Linked DNA regions of Ovis aries: region 2 is linked to region 1. A link is a contact called in public Hi-C data. All regions are on one chromosome and are shown on one strand. Each heading gives the region's core, a stretch centred on a gene start, on an enhancer-like site or on the middle of the called end of the contact. The rest is flanking DNA. Distances are from core to core; before and after follow the strand shown. Region 1 overlaps FOXO3 (forkhead box O3). Region 2 holds the start of FOXO3 (forkhead box O3).

What was found. Hi-C and Micro-C count contacts between places; a contact is called where the count stands out from the background.
Region 2: a contact with region 1 is called in a Hi-C map of blood, with 3 times the contacts expected there. The contact joins the promoter of FOXO3 here to the enhancer-like site in region 1. A contact is called at or near these places in 7 of 16 Hi-C or Micro-C datasets (blood, liver, skin fibroblasts and 1 more).

The regions. Positions count from the first base shown.
Region 1 is chr8:28,862,682-28,865,879 of ARS-UI_Ramb_v3.0, reverse strand. All of the region lies in intron 1 of FOXO3 (forkhead box O3), which reads left to right. Among named protein-coding and RNA genes, the nearest start is that of FOXO3, 59 kb to the left of the region's middle. Within about 2 kb of position 1,254, at least 26 of the 54 cell types and tissues checked have an H3K27ac peak or open chromatin away from gene starts, as enhancers often do. A contact at or near this core is called in liver, where this site is marked.
Region 2 is chr8:28,921,400-28,924,849 of ARS-UI_Ramb_v3.0, reverse strand. It overlaps FOXO3 (forkhead box O3), which reads left to right and starts at 1,854. Exons shown (of 2, transcript NM_001267889.1): 1 at 1,854-2,471. The coding sequence starts at 1,854.

The DNA.
Region 1 (3,198 bases), core at 5-2,504:
TCGGACACAACTGAAGTGACTGAGCATGCATGCATGCGTTGGAGAAGGAAATGGCAACCCACTCCAGTATTGTTGCCTGGAGAATCCCAGGGACAGAGTAGCCTGGAGGACTACTGTTTATGGTGTCACATAGAGTCAGACACGACTGAGGTGACTTAGCAGCAGCAGCAGCAGCAATCAAAGTGTAAAAGGTTAAAGGTTTGTGTTGCATTTTTGTAAAAGCTTTAGATGTTTTAATTTCTTTAAAAACTTTTTTCTATGTGTAAAAGTGAGGATCAAAGAAATCACAAGTACATCCTCAACTGAGTGGAAATGGGTGTTGATATTTCTCATGTTTATATTTTTTGCAGTTACTGAAAAAGTGTTCACTGAACACATGCCATATATAGAGGGTGAAATATTTTATCTGGTATTTGTTATAATTTATCGAGTGTATAGAACTATATACAATGAACTGACATGTATTTGCAGTTATGGTTTTCTTAATTTTTGTTTAGTTTCCTGTGAAAAGTTCAGTTTCTAAATATTTTCATGCTTCTTGGTGAGTTTGCTCAATCTTAAGATAATGATTGAAGTAATAATTTTGTTAGGTTGTTAGGTGAGTGATCTCCCCTTTTGTATAGTCATGACAGTTTCTTCCTGTAAGTTTATTGATGAAAACTATACTCTTTATTGATGAAAACTATACTGAAGATCCTAGGTTGTTTATAACACCTCAGTTAAAGGTGCATTCTGGTGTCTGGTGTGGGATACTTGTCTTCACTGTATTAATTGTTTCCCTATAAAGTTTAACTTCTGAAAGCTACAACAGTAAAAAGAATGATTTCTCTAAAACTAAAGAAACTCCAGGAGGTTGTGGTGAGAAGAGTTCTAAGCTCCACAATCTGTATCAAGGCTTCTGGCAAGATCTTGACTCCCCCGTGGCTCACCTTTGGTGTAGTGAGAGCTGATGTGACTTGGGGTCAGAGCTGGGACCTACCCCCCTGTCAGCTGCCAGCTGTGAGGCCTGAGGTGAGCTCCCCACTTTGCCAGAGCTCATTCACGTTCTCTTGAAATTAGAAATAATATTACTCCGTGCTGAGTTGTCTGGTGTTACTCTTTGTTGGAGTTATGAAATGCGGAGTGGTGCCTTCCCTGCACGGGCGCTCAGTACGTGCTGGCTTCTTTCCCTGCCTGTCGCCTCCTTGTGAGGGAGACCAGAGCAGGTTTACTTAGAATTGTGTCTCAATTCAGCTGGTGTGTTGCATAAGCGCAGTTATCTGCTTTTCCTTTCAGTTCTTGCTAGGTAGACAGCTGGTGTGGGGGAGGCTGGGCTGGGGTGTGGGGAAGTAGCTGCTTGAAGCAGAGGAAGCAGTCTGAGGCGGTTTGCGAAGGTGCGCGCTTCAGTATGACCTGGCCATCCAGAAAGTGCTCCTTTGTGTCCAGTACGCTCTTAATTTGCTCACATTTTCTTTGGCACTGAGAAGCAGACGTTAGTTTAGTTTCGCTTAGGTGTATTCCCTGTATTTTCCTGTGGTTTGCACGTAGACAAGGTGTGTCAGTTGGCCCGGGGAGAGTTCAAGTCACTTTGAGCAGCGTGAGCTCCGAGGATGGTCGCCAGCTCTCTTTCTGGGGATGTCGCTCACTGGTTGTGTTGCCAGTTCAGATGCCTATGCTATCTTGTCCTCCTAGCAAGTGGTGGTGGTTTTCTGGAATGTCTGTCACCTACCTTAAGGCACAAGCCTCATTGTTTTAATCCATGTTCCTTGGTTACTTAATGACCTGAGATGCACAGGCAGGCCATTGATTTTTGAAATGAAGAACTAGATAGCCAGGGAGAGCAAGATAAAATCAGTTTATGGGTTAAAGTGGATCAAAGTTCTCTGCCTTGTCAGATTTTTTTGTTGTTGTTCCCAGGAATCATTGATTTCATGGATTTTTTTCTTTTAACCTTTACCATTCTTCATATTGGAGAAGGCAATGGCACCCCACTCCAGTACTCTTGCCTGGAAAATCCCATGGACAGAGGAGCCTGGAAGGCTGCAGTCCATGGGGTCGCTGAGGGTTGGACACGACTGAGCGACTTCACTTTCACTTTTCACTTTCATGCATTGGAGAAGGAAATGGCAACCCACTCTAGTGTTCTTGCATGGAGAATCCCAGGGATGGCAGAGCCTGGTGGGCTGCCGTCTGTGGGGTTGCACAGAGTCGGACGTGACTGAAGTGACTTAGCAGCATTCTTCATATTGCTGAGTAACATGTTCTTATGTTCTTTCTAAGATTTTCTGAGTAAAATCTTATTTTCTTTTATTTTCCCCACTGGCCATGCCAATATTTTGATTTTGATTTTAGATAATTTTTAAACACACAGACATAACTCTTAACAGCCAGCTACTTGAAACAGGGGAAAGATTTCACATAGGTGGTGGCATGTGAGCTCAACCTGGAGTTTCTTAAGGTGAAGAGGATGGGTAAGCTCCATGAGGGAAGACTGTCTCTAGTTCACCTTTTTCCCAACCCCTTACAGAAAGCCAAGTGTGTGGTGGGCACTCCAGAAACAGTTGTCAAGGAATAATGACCGCAGGTAAGTGTGGACAGTGGGAAGAAAGGGAACAGGTCCACCCAAAGGTCAGGACAGAGTGTGTTCTTCATGCTGTAGGCAGGAGTGGTCGGTAGATGCCCTCTTGCTTGCTGACCTGCTGGTTGATGGTGGCTTCTGAGGTCACGCCAGGGGTGGGAGAGAGGGCTCTTGTGGACATCGGGTTGGGGGGTGGAGCAGGAAGGAGCAGATGTCCAGTTGCTGTGCATTCGCTCCCCCTGTGGATTGGAAATGGGGAGTAAAAGAATCTGACCTTTATGCTAGGCCATTTTCAGTCTGTACCAGTTGTGCTTCACCTCGAAATGGACCCAGACTGGTCAGGGGGCTTTGGGGGCTGCTGAGGTGGGAGGACCTGGAGGCCTGGACTTGGGCAGTGGAGCTGGGTGAGACACTCCCGGCAGTCAGCCCCATCCCTGTGTTGCACCAGACTCATCGCAGTTGACCCGTGCACAAGGCGGGCTGGCACTGCGTTTGTCTACTTATATGTAGATTTTTTTTACCAGTAAATATTGCTGTATAATACAGTCTGCAATTGCTTGAATCTGAGAATTTGGAGGAACTATGGATGCAGAGAGCCAACTGTACATTATACATGGATTAAACCCCCAGTCCCCCACATT
Region 2 (3,450 bases), core at 605-3,104, 58 kb before region 1:
ACACCAGGGCGGGCCCAGAGCCTGGCGGAGCGACGGGGACCCTTCGTCGCTGGGGAGGGTGCCAGGCGTCCTGCTTGGAGTCTGGGAGGCCACGCGACTGCGCTCGTTGAGCGTTTGGAGCTCTGCTGGCCCCCCTCCCTCGTCTCCTGAGCCAGCGCCGTGCTTTGTTGTTGAGGCTCGCAGGAGGGAGGAGGAGCCCGCCGAGTCTCGGTCCCGGCGCGCGCCCTGACACTCAAGCCTGCAGCCTCTCGGAACCGGGTCGCGCAGGCGTGCGCGCGGGCGCGCGCACACACGCACGCACGCGAGCACAACCCGGCTCGCCGCCCAGCCCTCCCCCTGGGCGGGGACCTGCCCGCCCGCCCGCCGTCAGCCTAGGTTGAGGCACCCTGCGTGTGTCTATAACTTTGTGTTGCTGCCTCGGCCGCTCTGCTTGTGGAAGGGAGGAGGAGGAATGTGGAAGGCGGCGGGGCGCAGGCTGACAGGCGGTTTCTCAGGCGGGCTGCGGCGGCGGCCGGAGCGCCTCTCGGCCGAGGTTGCGCGCCCCTTCCTCATCGTGCCCCAGGCCCGCGCGGGATTGTGCGTCCTCCCCCCTCGTCCCTGAGGGGAAGGAACCGAGGTAGGCGCCGGAGCTGTGAGCGGGTCGACCGCCTTCCCGGCGACTCCGGATCTGCTTCTGAGCTGGGCCAGGCGCTTCCCTTTTCCCTCCCCGTGACTCGGTGTGCGCGCCCCTCTTCTCTCCCGCTAGTGTTTTTAAAGGACTTGAGTGAAGGGGGGGAAACTGTCAAGATGGCAGCAGCGGGAGCAAGGAGGTGAAGAACGTGCTGGTCTGAGCTTTCTGGCGGCCCGGGAGACTTGGTGCTTCCTGACCTGTTGGAAGATTTACGTTCCGACTTGCCCCCTTCTCCCGTTCTTCACTGGGAAGGGGGTGTAAGGCACAACGCCCGTGGGAGAATAAGCCTCACAAACCCCGAAAGTGGCCGTTGCCGCTCGGCTCGACCCTTGGCAAATACCCACCGAGCTGCTTGCCCTCCTTTTTCCCGGCTTCCCCTTTTTCTGGAAGTGACAAGGGCCTGTTTGCGCTCGGACCCACGCTTGCCCTCTCAGCCCGCGGGCAGAGAGGGAAATAAGGAGCTTCCCGCGCCGTCCCCGGGCTCGAGCCCTCCGCTGGGAGGGGGTGGCAGAGGGGCGCGGAGGCAGCAGGGCCGGGGACTGGAAGAAGAGCCGAAGACGCCACAGACTTTGGCGGCGGCGTCGCGGGAAGCACTTGAGCGGGCCCGAGCGAAACATAAACAAACGCACGCCCGCCCGCCCGGACTCGGGCTCGGACCGCAGCTGGGCTGCGCCAGCGCCGGCTGCTGCCCGCTTTAAAGGCGCGGCCCGCGCCCCTCCCCCGCCCCGCCCCTCCCCCTTCTTCCCCGCCCAGCCACCTAGCCCAGGAGAGACCTGCAGCTCCGGCGGCGGCGGGGGAGGGGGTGCCCCGTGCGAGCCCGTCGATTCGCTCCCGTCTCCCCAGCGGCCTGGTCTGGGGGCGGCGTCTGCTGCGCCAGGTTCGCGGGACGCACGTCTCCAGGTCTGCCTGCTCCTGGGAGGCGGGCGCGGTGCGGTCGCGAAGCGGTGGCGGCGGCGACGGCGGGCGAGGACTCGCCGAAGACTGGGTTCCAGCCCGGGATAACCAACTCTCCTTCTCTCTCCTCTCGTGCTTCCCCAGGCGGCGGCTGTAGCGGCGGCGGCGGCGGCGCCGCCTGGGAGCCCGAGCCTTCTCGGCGCCCCCGTCCCTCCCCCGCCGCACCCCGCCCCGGCGCGAGAGGAGAGCGCGAGAGCCCGAGCCGCGGGCGGGCGGGCGGGCGGCGAAGATGGCAGAGGCGCCGGCCTCCCCGGCCCCGATCTCTCCGCTCGAAGTGGAGCTGGACCCGGAGTTCGAGCCCCAGAGCCGGCCGCGCTCCTGTACGTGGCCCCTGCAGAGGCCGGAGCTCCAGGGGAGCCCGGCCAAGCCCTCTGGGGAGGCGGCTGCTGACTCCATGATCCCCGAGGAGGAGGACGATGAAGACGACGAGGACGGTGGCGGTAGGGCCGGCTCGGCCATGGCGATCGGCGGCGGCGGGGGCGGCCCGCTGGGCTCTGGGTTACTCCTGGAGGACTCGGCCCGGCTCTTGGCTCCTGGAGGGCAGGACCCCGGGTCCGGGCCAGCCCCCGCGGCGGGCGCGCTGAGCGGGGGAACGCAGACACCGCTGCAGCCTCAGCAGCCACTGCCACCGCCGCAGCCGGGGACGGCTGGGGGCTCCGGGCAGCCGAGGAAATGCTCGTCGCGGAGGAACGCCTGGGGGAACCTGTCCTACGCCGACCTGATCACTCGCGCGATCGAGAGCTCCCCAGACAAACGGCTCACTCTGTCCCAGATCTATGAGTGGATGGTGCGCTGCGTGCCCTACTTCAAGGATAAGGGCGACAGCAACAGCTCTGCCGGCTGGAAGGTGCGTACCCACCTGGGGCGGGCGGCCGGACCCGCCGGGCCTCCTGCGCAGTGCGAGGCGCGTCTTCGATTCGACGGAGCGCTCCTGAGGGCGCGGGGGAGAGGGGTTGGCAGGGAGAGCCTCCGCTGTGAGGTTTTGGGGGTTTTGTGTGATCCCGGAGGAGGGGCAACCGGGGACGGCCGCGAAGGTGGCAGGAGAGAAGGCTCCTGGGGAAACCTCAGGCATGGCCAGGTGAGGCGAGGGGTTGAGGGACACCGGCGAGGGAAGGACAGACGGACCGGAGTGAATTTGCCGGATTCCTGGGTCATCGCAGAGAAGGTAGGTCTGCGGCCAACTTGGGAGTAGAAGTCCCCCATCGTGGGGGTGCGGCGAGGCCACTACGGGGGGAGTGAGGGAACGGGTTGGGAGGAGTGGATTTGTGGTTTTAAGTCAGTCGCTGAAGCGTGGTGTGTTGTGACTACCTGGATGAGAACCCTTGTGCCCAAGTTTTCGGGCTTGTGGGGTTTTCGCTCCCACAGGCACATCAATCCAATTACAAAAAGCGGTGGTTGTAAACCTCTTCCTGGCCGGTTTCCTTTCCTTGCCTGTGTCCACACCTCTGTTCTTCAGAGATGTCTCTACAGCAGGTAGCTTCTGAGGTGCTTTGGGGCCTGGCACGGGCCAGCCCTTTTACCTCAGCGGGGACTCGCTGCACCTGCTGGCTTCTGCGCAGAGGTCCGGATTCTGGCGCTGTTTGAGGCAGAGGGTCCAGGTGCCCAGGACCCGCGCCTGGCGCCTCACCTGGGCCTTGGGGAGGGAGGTTTGCTGGCAGGGCTGGACCGTAATGGCTTCTACCTGTAAGTGAACCTGAAGAGAGGCTCTCTACTGTTCGTTTTCAGCCTCTTGGGGCACTGGACACGTGGTAGGGAGAGAGGTGTGGAAAGGCCTATGATGTAATGACTTCCTGCAATTGGGCATCCAAAGAGATTAACTCCTGTGC